Linked DNA regions of Sus scrofa: regions 2 and 3 are each linked to region 1. The links are chromatin contacts, called in public HiChIP or PLAC-seq maps. All regions are on one chromosome and are shown on one strand. The core of a region is the stretch at or near the end of the contact, and the rest is flanking DNA. Distances in the headings are between cores, read along the strand shown.

Region 1 (2,700 bases), core at 75-2,574:
TTCGGGGTATTCTTAAACAAAAACAGACTTGACATTTGTCCGGAAGCAGGAAGCCGATTCGCGGGGAGGTTCCACTCGTTGCTTTGCAGCTTCCGTACTGCAAAATGGCGCTACTCTAAGCAAAGGCGTCCACAGTCAAAGCCGCATGCGCAGCTGAATGGGGAGCGGGCGGGGGACAAACAAAAACAATACTGGAGCACGCAGGCGCGCTGCTCCGGGCTATTTCCCGCCCTGGAATCTTTCCAATAACACAAGCGCAAAACGCCACGTGCCCTGGTAGCGCGAGGATCGAGAAATATCTGTCGGTTGGGGTCCTGCTTTTACCTAACGCCCCCACAATGCTCTTCGCCTCCCTCAACGTGGCCCCCGCTCCAAGCTCATTTTCTGGACCTGGGAAACCACCCTCTGGGTTAAGAAAGGCCCTGAGGCGGAGAATGCCCAGAAGCCGTGAAATGAAATAGTCACGCAGCCCCTCACCATTAATCTGACCAGGGTTGGAAGGTCGCACTTAGCACCCGCAGCAGAAGGCCCTGTTCAAGCCTTAAAAGGAAATGGAGAAGTGCAAGGGGACGAGCAACAGAATGGCTGGCGCCACCTCAGGTTAGCGCACGGGACCTTCCCGATTCTCACACCTCTCAGCTCAGCCAGCACACCCTACCCAGGTCCCTCAGCGCGGAACCCGGCCTCACCTCCCACCTCAGGAGATCAAACCCTTGAGTGAAATATGGGCCCCGTTGAGGGTCTCCTTGGCAGGCTGACTCGGACAGGGGGGCTCCACAAGCGATAAGGGCCAGGCAGCTGGTCGGTGATGAGGTCAATGGTCTGGGTAGCAGGGCCGCACGCCTGAGGCTCGTTGTGTGAGAGGGAGCGGCAGTAAATGATCCAGCCTGTCTTGTTCCTTTCCCCGCCCCCTCTCAGCCCCACGGTGATAAGATCACTCGACTATATTTCCCAGGCTCCCTGGCCCAGAACACGGTACTGCGTTTCCGCTTCCGGTGGCGGCTCCCTACGCCCCGCCCCGGAGCGTTTCCCTCAGGGGCCTCGCGACACCAGGGTCGTGGGCGGGTCGTCCTGGGATTCGTAGTTCGCCCTTTCTCAGTTGCGCCAGTTTCTAGCTTCCGAGGACTCCATCTCCCGGCGTTCACCGCGGCGCACGATTTTAAGCGCTTGCGCGTTGCCCTCTTCCCCACCCTCCCCAGTTTCCACTCCCCCCGCCCCACTTCGCCTGCCGCGGTTGGATCCGCGGCCTGCGTTGTAGCCGTCGCCGCGGTTCCTTGGAAGCAGAAACTCCCCTCCCCTCCCCGCCCCCCCGGTCCCAGTCCCCGTCCAGCCGGTGAGTCTGAGGTCGTTGCCGCGCCGCGTCCCCTGTTCCTGGGCGCGGCACAAGGGGTCTCCGTGCCTTGATGTGGGGGTGGGGAAGGAAGTGACCAGGTCCGGGACCGAAGGAAGGAGGGGGTGGTCTGAAGGATGGAGGCGGGATAAGGAGACTCCCGTGAAAGGGACCTAACTGCCATCCCCAGACTTTGAGAAAAAGAGGAGCTTAGCTCTTGCCTGGAAAGAAACTTCGGAAACCTTGGGAATGGGGCCGGGGACAAACGGAGACTTGCGGGGGTAGGGAATCTGAGCCGCAGGCCCTGCTGGAGTTGACATAGAGGAGAGAGGGGCCTGGCCTTGGGGAGCGTTAGGGATGTGGATAGGACTAATGGGTCAAGACCTGCCGGTTACACACAAGTGTTGGGACCCCAGAGAATTTCCTGTCTCTGAAAAAAGGGGTTGAGGTGTGAATAGGAGGAGCTGGAGAGAACTGCTCCAGTCTAGGATCCTTTAAGAAAGGGTGGCCCTAAATTCTTCTGTGGTTGGAGGGCAAAGTGTGGGAAGAGGGAGGATATCAGAGGCAGGGAGGAGAGCTTAGGCTGACACTCTTCTTTTTCTAGCTGAAGTGAAGATGAGCAGCTCAGAGGAGGTGTCCTGGATTTCCTGGTTCTGTGGGCTCCGTGGCAATGAATTCTTCTGTGAAGTGAGTTCTTAACCTCCTTGTCCCTTTCCACATATAATCTGGCCAGGCATTCTCTCGCATAGTATATATTCAGTTTCTAGATACTTGTTTTACAGTCTTCCGTAAAAACCCTTTCACGTTAAGAAAGAGTCTCCTTAGTAATTCTCTCACTAACTCATACTGAAGGCAAGACTGGGCCTCAGGTTGACCCTGCCACCCTCCAGCAATGTAATGTTGGACTCATCAACCCATGTTTTTATTACCACAGTGCTACCGGTAGCACCTGTTTCTGGTAGCTATTAGGAGAATTAAGACACCTCACGTTAAAATGTTTTGTAACGTGCAGAGCTGTGTGTTAACATAAGGGATTGTGAGCGCCTTCAGAACCCAAGCTGTTCAGCCTCCACCTTCCTCAGCAAGCCAGCTGCCCCTAAGGAGAGGCCAAAACTGACTCTTAGAGATGGGAAGCAGGAATGGGGACAGGATTTTTTTTTTTTTTTTTTTTTTTGGAGGCGGGGGTTGAATCAAAGCTGCAGCTGCTGGCCTATGCCCCAGCCACAGCAACCTGGGGATCCAAGGATACTAGTCAGGTTCATTACCGCTCAGCCACGACAGGAACTCTTTTTGCAGGGGGAGGGCTGGAGGCGTCCCACAGCATACAGGAGTTCCTGGGCCAAAGATATTGAACCAGTGCCACAACTATA
Region 2 (2,700 bases), core at 190-2,689, 64 kb before region 1:
GATGGAAGCTGGGCAGCAACTCTCTCAGGGGTGACATGGAGGGAACTGTGAACTAGGGGAGTCCTTGGGGTATCGGCTTTACAGAGGGACCCGCTGCTCCCACTCTCCTTTCCTCACCACATCCCTTGGGGCTCACTGTTCAGCCTCCACCACATCTGCTCCCCTGGGACATCTGTGTCCAGCCTCCCTCATCCTCCCTCCTCCCAGCCCCAACCCCTTAGGGTCCTGGAAACAAATCCTGTCACCTGAATGGACCCTGATCAAGATGAGCAACAGCATCCGGGCCATGGTGAAGGGTGTTCCTGTTGATGAGGGGGACCTGAGCAGTGAGGGCTGAGTGGAAAAAGAATGACCCACCGCTGGTGACCAGGCCTTTGGTCACTGGATGGGGGTAGGGACATTCCTATGACACACACAACTCACACATCACTTACCAAGGACCTCAAGTCCCTAGGACCTTGGACATCCTGGCTCCCTGATGAAAGAGGATGCTGCTGACGGCGATATCTGGGTCGCTAGGAGGTGGGGGCAGCATGTGGGCAGGTTGCCTAAGCGTTTGAGGGGGAGGGTGGGGCTTAGATGGCTGGTGACGTTAGGGTGGGTGGACGGGCGAGACCAGGATGTGGTTCCCCCATCTTCTGAGGTTCAAGACCAACCTTTTACCAAGAATAAGCCTCCAAGAACTTTTCTGTGCCCTGAGCTAACCTACTTCCCCTTCTCTGGGCTCAGTAGCACCCAGGTCCACCCCATCCATTCCCTTTCCCACGGCTGCTCTAGAAATTCTATAAATGGGAGGATTAGCAGAAGTCAGCTGATTGGTGTTGGCGGCCTGGGTGTTGCTAGGGACTTTGTGGAAGCTGCATTTGCATAGCAATCACCCTGTTTCACTTAGACCGTGAGGACTTGGGTGGATTGGCGGAGTGAGTGCAGCGGATGGAGAAGTTTGGCTTCCTTCAGATTCAGAACGCTGTCAAAGGAATACACCTCGCTCAGAGGTCTGTGTAACAAGCGTGTTCTGCACAGATTTATCACCCACTGATAAATTCACTCTTTTTTATTTTTTATTCATTATTTAGCTAACATTTGTTGAGAAATTACAAAATGCCCACATTACACGAAATGCATTTTTACAGACACAAATGAAAGACACATTGCGTTGCAAGTAACTCCAAAGTCATATAGGGAGTGTGCCATACACTCTTGTGTATTACACACCTGCATTAGATAACACAGCACCTAAGAAAGACAAATGACTGTAATATGCTGGGTGAAACCTGCCCAGCCCTCACCACACATTTTTCTCTCTGGCTCCTTTATACGAATACACACTCTTTCTTTCTGTCCATATTCCTAGCTCCGTGTCACAATACATTCATAAACTGTGCAGTTCCCATCTTCCACTGCAGTAATCACGAGCTCTTTTTTTTTTTTTTTTTTGAAAAGTAGTAATTTTTATCATTAAGAATGCTAAGGATCTGGCATTGCCATGAGCTGTGGTGTAGGTCGCAGATGCGGCTTGGATCTGGAGTCGCTGTGGCTGTGGTGTAGGCCAGCGGCTACAGCTCCGACTAGACCCTTAGCCTGGGAACCTCCACATGCCGTGGGTGTGGCCTTAAAAAAACTAAAACAAAAGAATGCTGATTTGGAGTCAGTTTGTTTTCTCACGCCAGCCCCCTACAAAATAGTTACACAATCTTTTTATCTTTTCAGGGCAACACCCAGACATACGGAAGTTCCCAGGCCAGGGGTCGAATCAGAACTACAGCTTCAGGCTTACACCACAGCTCATGACAACACCAAATTCTTTTTTTTTTTCTTTTTTCTTTTAGTCTTTTCTAGGGCCACACCCACAGCATATGGAGGTTCCCAGGCTAAGGGTCTAGTCGGAGCTGTAGCCGCTGGCCTACACCACAGCCACAGCGACTCCAGATCCAAGCCGCATCTGCGACCTACACCACAGCTCATGGCAACGCCAGATCCTTAACCCAATGAGCGAGGCCAGGGATAGAACCCGAAACCTCGTGGTTCCTAGTCGGATTTGTTAATCACTGGGCCACGACGGGAACTTGACAACACCAGATTCTTAACCCATTGAGCAAGGCCAGGGGTCGAACCCACATGCTCATGGATTCTAGTTGGATTCGTTTCTGCTGCGCCACAGCGGGAACCCCGACTAGTTACATAATCTCGAACAAATTGTTGAACCTCTATAAACCACCTAGACAGGCATGGGTACCACACAGTCGGGGCAGGACTCACAGCCATTCTCCATCAGTGGAGTGGCTGCATCTTCCAGACCATCTAACCAGAGGGTGTGGAACTGAGGTGCCATGGCAAGGCAAGGGCTGCCCCCTGGCGGTCACAGAGCACGGGGAGAACTGAGGCACCAATAGATGGCTTTTCTCAACCAGGCCTTAATTCCAGCATCTGCCCTGTCCAAAGAGTCAATGTGAAGAAAATTGTCTCTTCTGCTCAACCATGAGAACCCCGTAGTTTGGGGAGGGAAGGTCAGTACCAGTAGAGTGGGTGTGAGGAGCTGGAATGGGCAACTGGCTTGGGGACAAAACTCCATATTTCACAGGGCATACTCAATCACATAGCACTGCTCCAAGTTCCAGAGTAATGCGGCTTAGAAGTCAAGTCATCATAAATTGGAATCATGGCTCTACTGCTTACACATCTGTAAGATGGGAGTAGCAT
Region 3 (2,700 bases), core at 71-2,570, 87 kb after region 1:
AAAAAAAAAAAAAAAAAAAAGAAAAAAAAAGGGAAAGGAAAGAAAGCCGAAAGAAAAGTTTATTTGTAGGTAAAGAAAGGGGAAGGGATAGAAGCTAGAATTGGAATTAGTTGTCTATTCATATTCACACCTCTGATTCCAAGCCAATACCATAACATTCATTCTAGACCTCCCTCCTTTCCTCATTTGTAACTGCTTAAAAACCAGACACCTGGGTTAAATTCCCAGTTCTACTTACTCTCAGAACTCGAGCAAGTTATGTTACCTCTTTGTGCTTCAGCTTGCTCATCTGTAAAACGGAGATCATGCTAGGCCCCATCTAGGATTATTTGGAGGAGTGGATGAAATTAACACGTAAAAAGTTTAGAACATTGCCTGGCAATGTTCAGTAAGTGTTAGCTCTTGTTCCTGTCTCTGTTTGCCCATGTTCTTGCCCTCATCCAGAATATCCTCCTTCCTTCCTTGCCTTATTCCAGGTCCAGCTCATTTCTTTTTCTCGGCAAAGATATCCCAACTATTTTAGCCCTGTTACTCTTATTCTCTGAATTTAGTAATTTTAGTCAGTTGCACAATGTCAGTTTTTCTTATGGATAGTCATTGTTTCTGCTGCTTGTGTCCTGGTTTCCGTCATGGCTGGGTGATAAACCCTTTGATTAGTACACTTTACATGTCCTCTGACACAGAGTGAGGCTCAGCAATGTCCTATGGACTGGGTCTGTCCACCAGTCTAATCCCTGGTTAGAGCAGCCACCTCAGGTCACTGGCTTTCACTCTGGGGAGTTAACTCTCAGTGACTCTCACCCACCCTCTCTTCTTGTCTCTCTTGCCCCAGTGCTCTCATTGCCCCTACATTTACTTCTTCTCTGCCTTTCATATCCCTGTTTCTCCTTCTCCTTCCTCTATAGAACTTCTCTCTTGGGGCATTGTACACATTTCTATCAAAGCAGCCACCACTTCATTTTTCAGTCTTCCCGGTGTATTTCTGTCTTCCTCACTAGACTGCACTTTCTCATCTAGAACAAGGGACCCAGTTGTCTTCGGAGCCTCAGCTTTAGTGCAGTGCTGGCAAAGAGTTTTGCAAATGCCATTTTCTGTCTTTGTTATTGTGTTTTTCCCTGTTGGCCTTTGTCCTTCTTAGTCCACCCCTGTTCCCTCGCCCCAGCCTGGCCTGGGTATGGGCTACCCTCCTCTGTCCATTTCTCCTGCAGACTGTGTACAGTGCCCTGGGCCTGAGGGACGCCTGCCGTTCCCTGCCCCAGTCCATTCAGCTCTTTCAGGAAATTGCCCACGACTTCTCTGATGACCTACACCACATTGCCAGCCTCATTGGGAAAGTGGTGCGTGGAAGGAAAGGGCGGAGCTCCTGGGGTGTAGGGGAGAGAGATGGGTTTGGATAATGGAGAGTGGCTGGACTCTGGGGAGTGCAGTATGGAAGGCGGAATGCATGGGAGACACTGAGGTCAGCTGGATGACCAGGGCTGGGGTGGTGAGAGGAGACGGCAGGACACCTGGGGTGTGCTTGGAGGGTTAGGTGAAAGCAAGGACTGCAGGGGCCCAAGCAGAGGTGAGGAGTAGGATGAGATGGGGCTGGACGGAAAGACCTGGACTTCTTGTCTCCTCAGGTGGACTTTGAGGGCAGTCTTGCTGAAAATCGCTTCACAGTCCTTCCCAACATAGATCCTGAAATTGATGAGAGTGAGTGTTAGGTGTGCGGGCGGGCCCAGGAGCCCTGAAACATGAGCCCGACCAGTGACGGGGTGCCATCCTCGGTTGGTGACCACCACAACTTGAGATAATCATCGCGGTCAGGGCAGGAACCTGATTTGCAATATCCCTGTGTCTTCCACCCTCTTAGAAAAACGAAGGCTGATGGGACTTCCCAGTTTCCTCACTGAGGTTGCTCGGAAGGAGCTGGAGAATCTGGACTCGCGTATCCCCTCCTGCAGTGTCATCTACATCCCGCTGGTGAGAGCAGGAGGGTGGGCGAACTCCCCAGTGGGCTTTTAGGGAAACATTAGGTTTATGAGGTACACCCTGGCAGATCGGAAACTCTCGGAGGAATCACAGGTCATGAACACCTTTTGGTGGCATTAGGCCCCTGAGGGAAGCACTGGGGGGCACAGGGAACTCGGGCTTCCTCCAGGGAAAGGTGCCCGGTGTATCACCCTCTGCTTTCTCTCTCCTTCACCCTCCCCAGATCGGCTTCCTTCTTTGTATTCCCCGACTGCCTTCCATGGTGGAGACCAGTGACTTTGAGATCGAGGGTCTGGACTTCATGGTAAGACCCCTGACCTCTGTAGGGTGTGGTAAGGAAAGTGAACCAGCAGCTGAAGGAGGGCCTCACCCCATCAGCCCTGTGCAGTATGGGATCCCTCTTCTGTGGTTTTACCTTGACCTTTACCAGCTCCGAGGCAACGGAGAAAGAAATCAGGGTCAGGCCTGGAGATGGGGGTTAGTGAGGAAGAGGACCAAGAGATGCAGAGCTCATGGCTTTGAACCCTTGTGCCCAGTTCCTCTCAGAGGAGAAGCTGCACTATCGTAGTGCTCGAACCAAGGAGCTGGATACATTGCTGGGGGACCTGCACTGCGACATCCGGGGTGAGGAGAAGCGAATGGCCAGAGCGGAGGTGGGGGCAGCGTGGAGATGATTCTGAAAGGCTCTGCTCCTTCCTGTTATTTCTCTCTGCCTCTTCTCTGAGT

Evidence for each region. HiChIP or PLAC-seq counts read pairs in DNA pulled down with a chosen protein or histone mark.
Region 2: an H3K27ac HiChIP or PLAC-seq map of alveolar macrophages shows a contact between it and region 1. The contact joins the promoter of NCR3 here to the promoter of CSNK2B in region 1. A contact is called at or near these places in 1 of 5 promoter capture datasets (fetal skeletal muscle), 5 of 47 Hi-C or Micro-C datasets (blood, liver and skeletal muscle) and 2 of 2 datasets of contacts at active chromatin or transcription factors (alveolar macrophages and skeletal muscle).
Region 3: a contact with region 1 is called in an H3K27ac HiChIP or PLAC-seq map of alveolar macrophages. The contact joins the enhancer-like site here to the promoter of CSNK2B in region 1. A contact is called at or near these places in 2 of 5 promoter capture datasets (fetal liver and skeletal muscle), 29 of 47 Hi-C or Micro-C datasets (adipocytes, adipose tissue, alveolar macrophages and 14 more) and 2 of 2 datasets of contacts at active chromatin or transcription factors (alveolar macrophages and skeletal muscle).

The regions. Positions count from the first base shown.
Region 1 is chr7:23,779,870-23,782,569 of Sscrofa11.1, forward strand. CSNK2B (casein kinase 2 beta) reads left to right here and starts at 1,325. Exons shown (of 7, transcript NM_001145377.2): 1 at 1,325-1,333; 2 at 1,935-2,017. The coding sequence starts at 1,946. GPANK1 (G-patch domain and ankyrin repeats 1) reads right to left here and starts at 477. Exons shown (of 3, transcript NM_001145383.1): 1 at 1-477.
Region 2 is chr7:23,715,549-23,718,248 of Sscrofa11.1, forward strand. NCR3 (natural cytotoxicity triggering receptor 3) reads right to left here and starts at 1,440. Exons shown (of 5, transcript XM_013977630.2): 1 at 435-1,440; 2 at 246-333. The coding sequence starts at 288. It also overlaps a transcript of AIF1 not described here.
Region 3 is chr7:23,866,836-23,869,535 of Sscrofa11.1, forward strand. It overlaps MSH5 (mutS homolog 5), which reads left to right. Exons shown (of 24, transcript NM_001195358.1): 12 at 1,209-1,337; 13 at 1,623-1,695; 14 at 1,856-1,965; 15 at 2,198-2,278; 16 at 2,511-2,598. Among named protein-coding and RNA genes, the nearest start is that of MSH5, 15 kb to the left of the region's middle. Within about 2 kb of position 1,321, at least 1 of the 83 cell types and tissues checked has an H3K27ac peak or open chromatin away from gene starts, as enhancers often do. A contact at or near this core is called in alveolar macrophages, where this site is marked.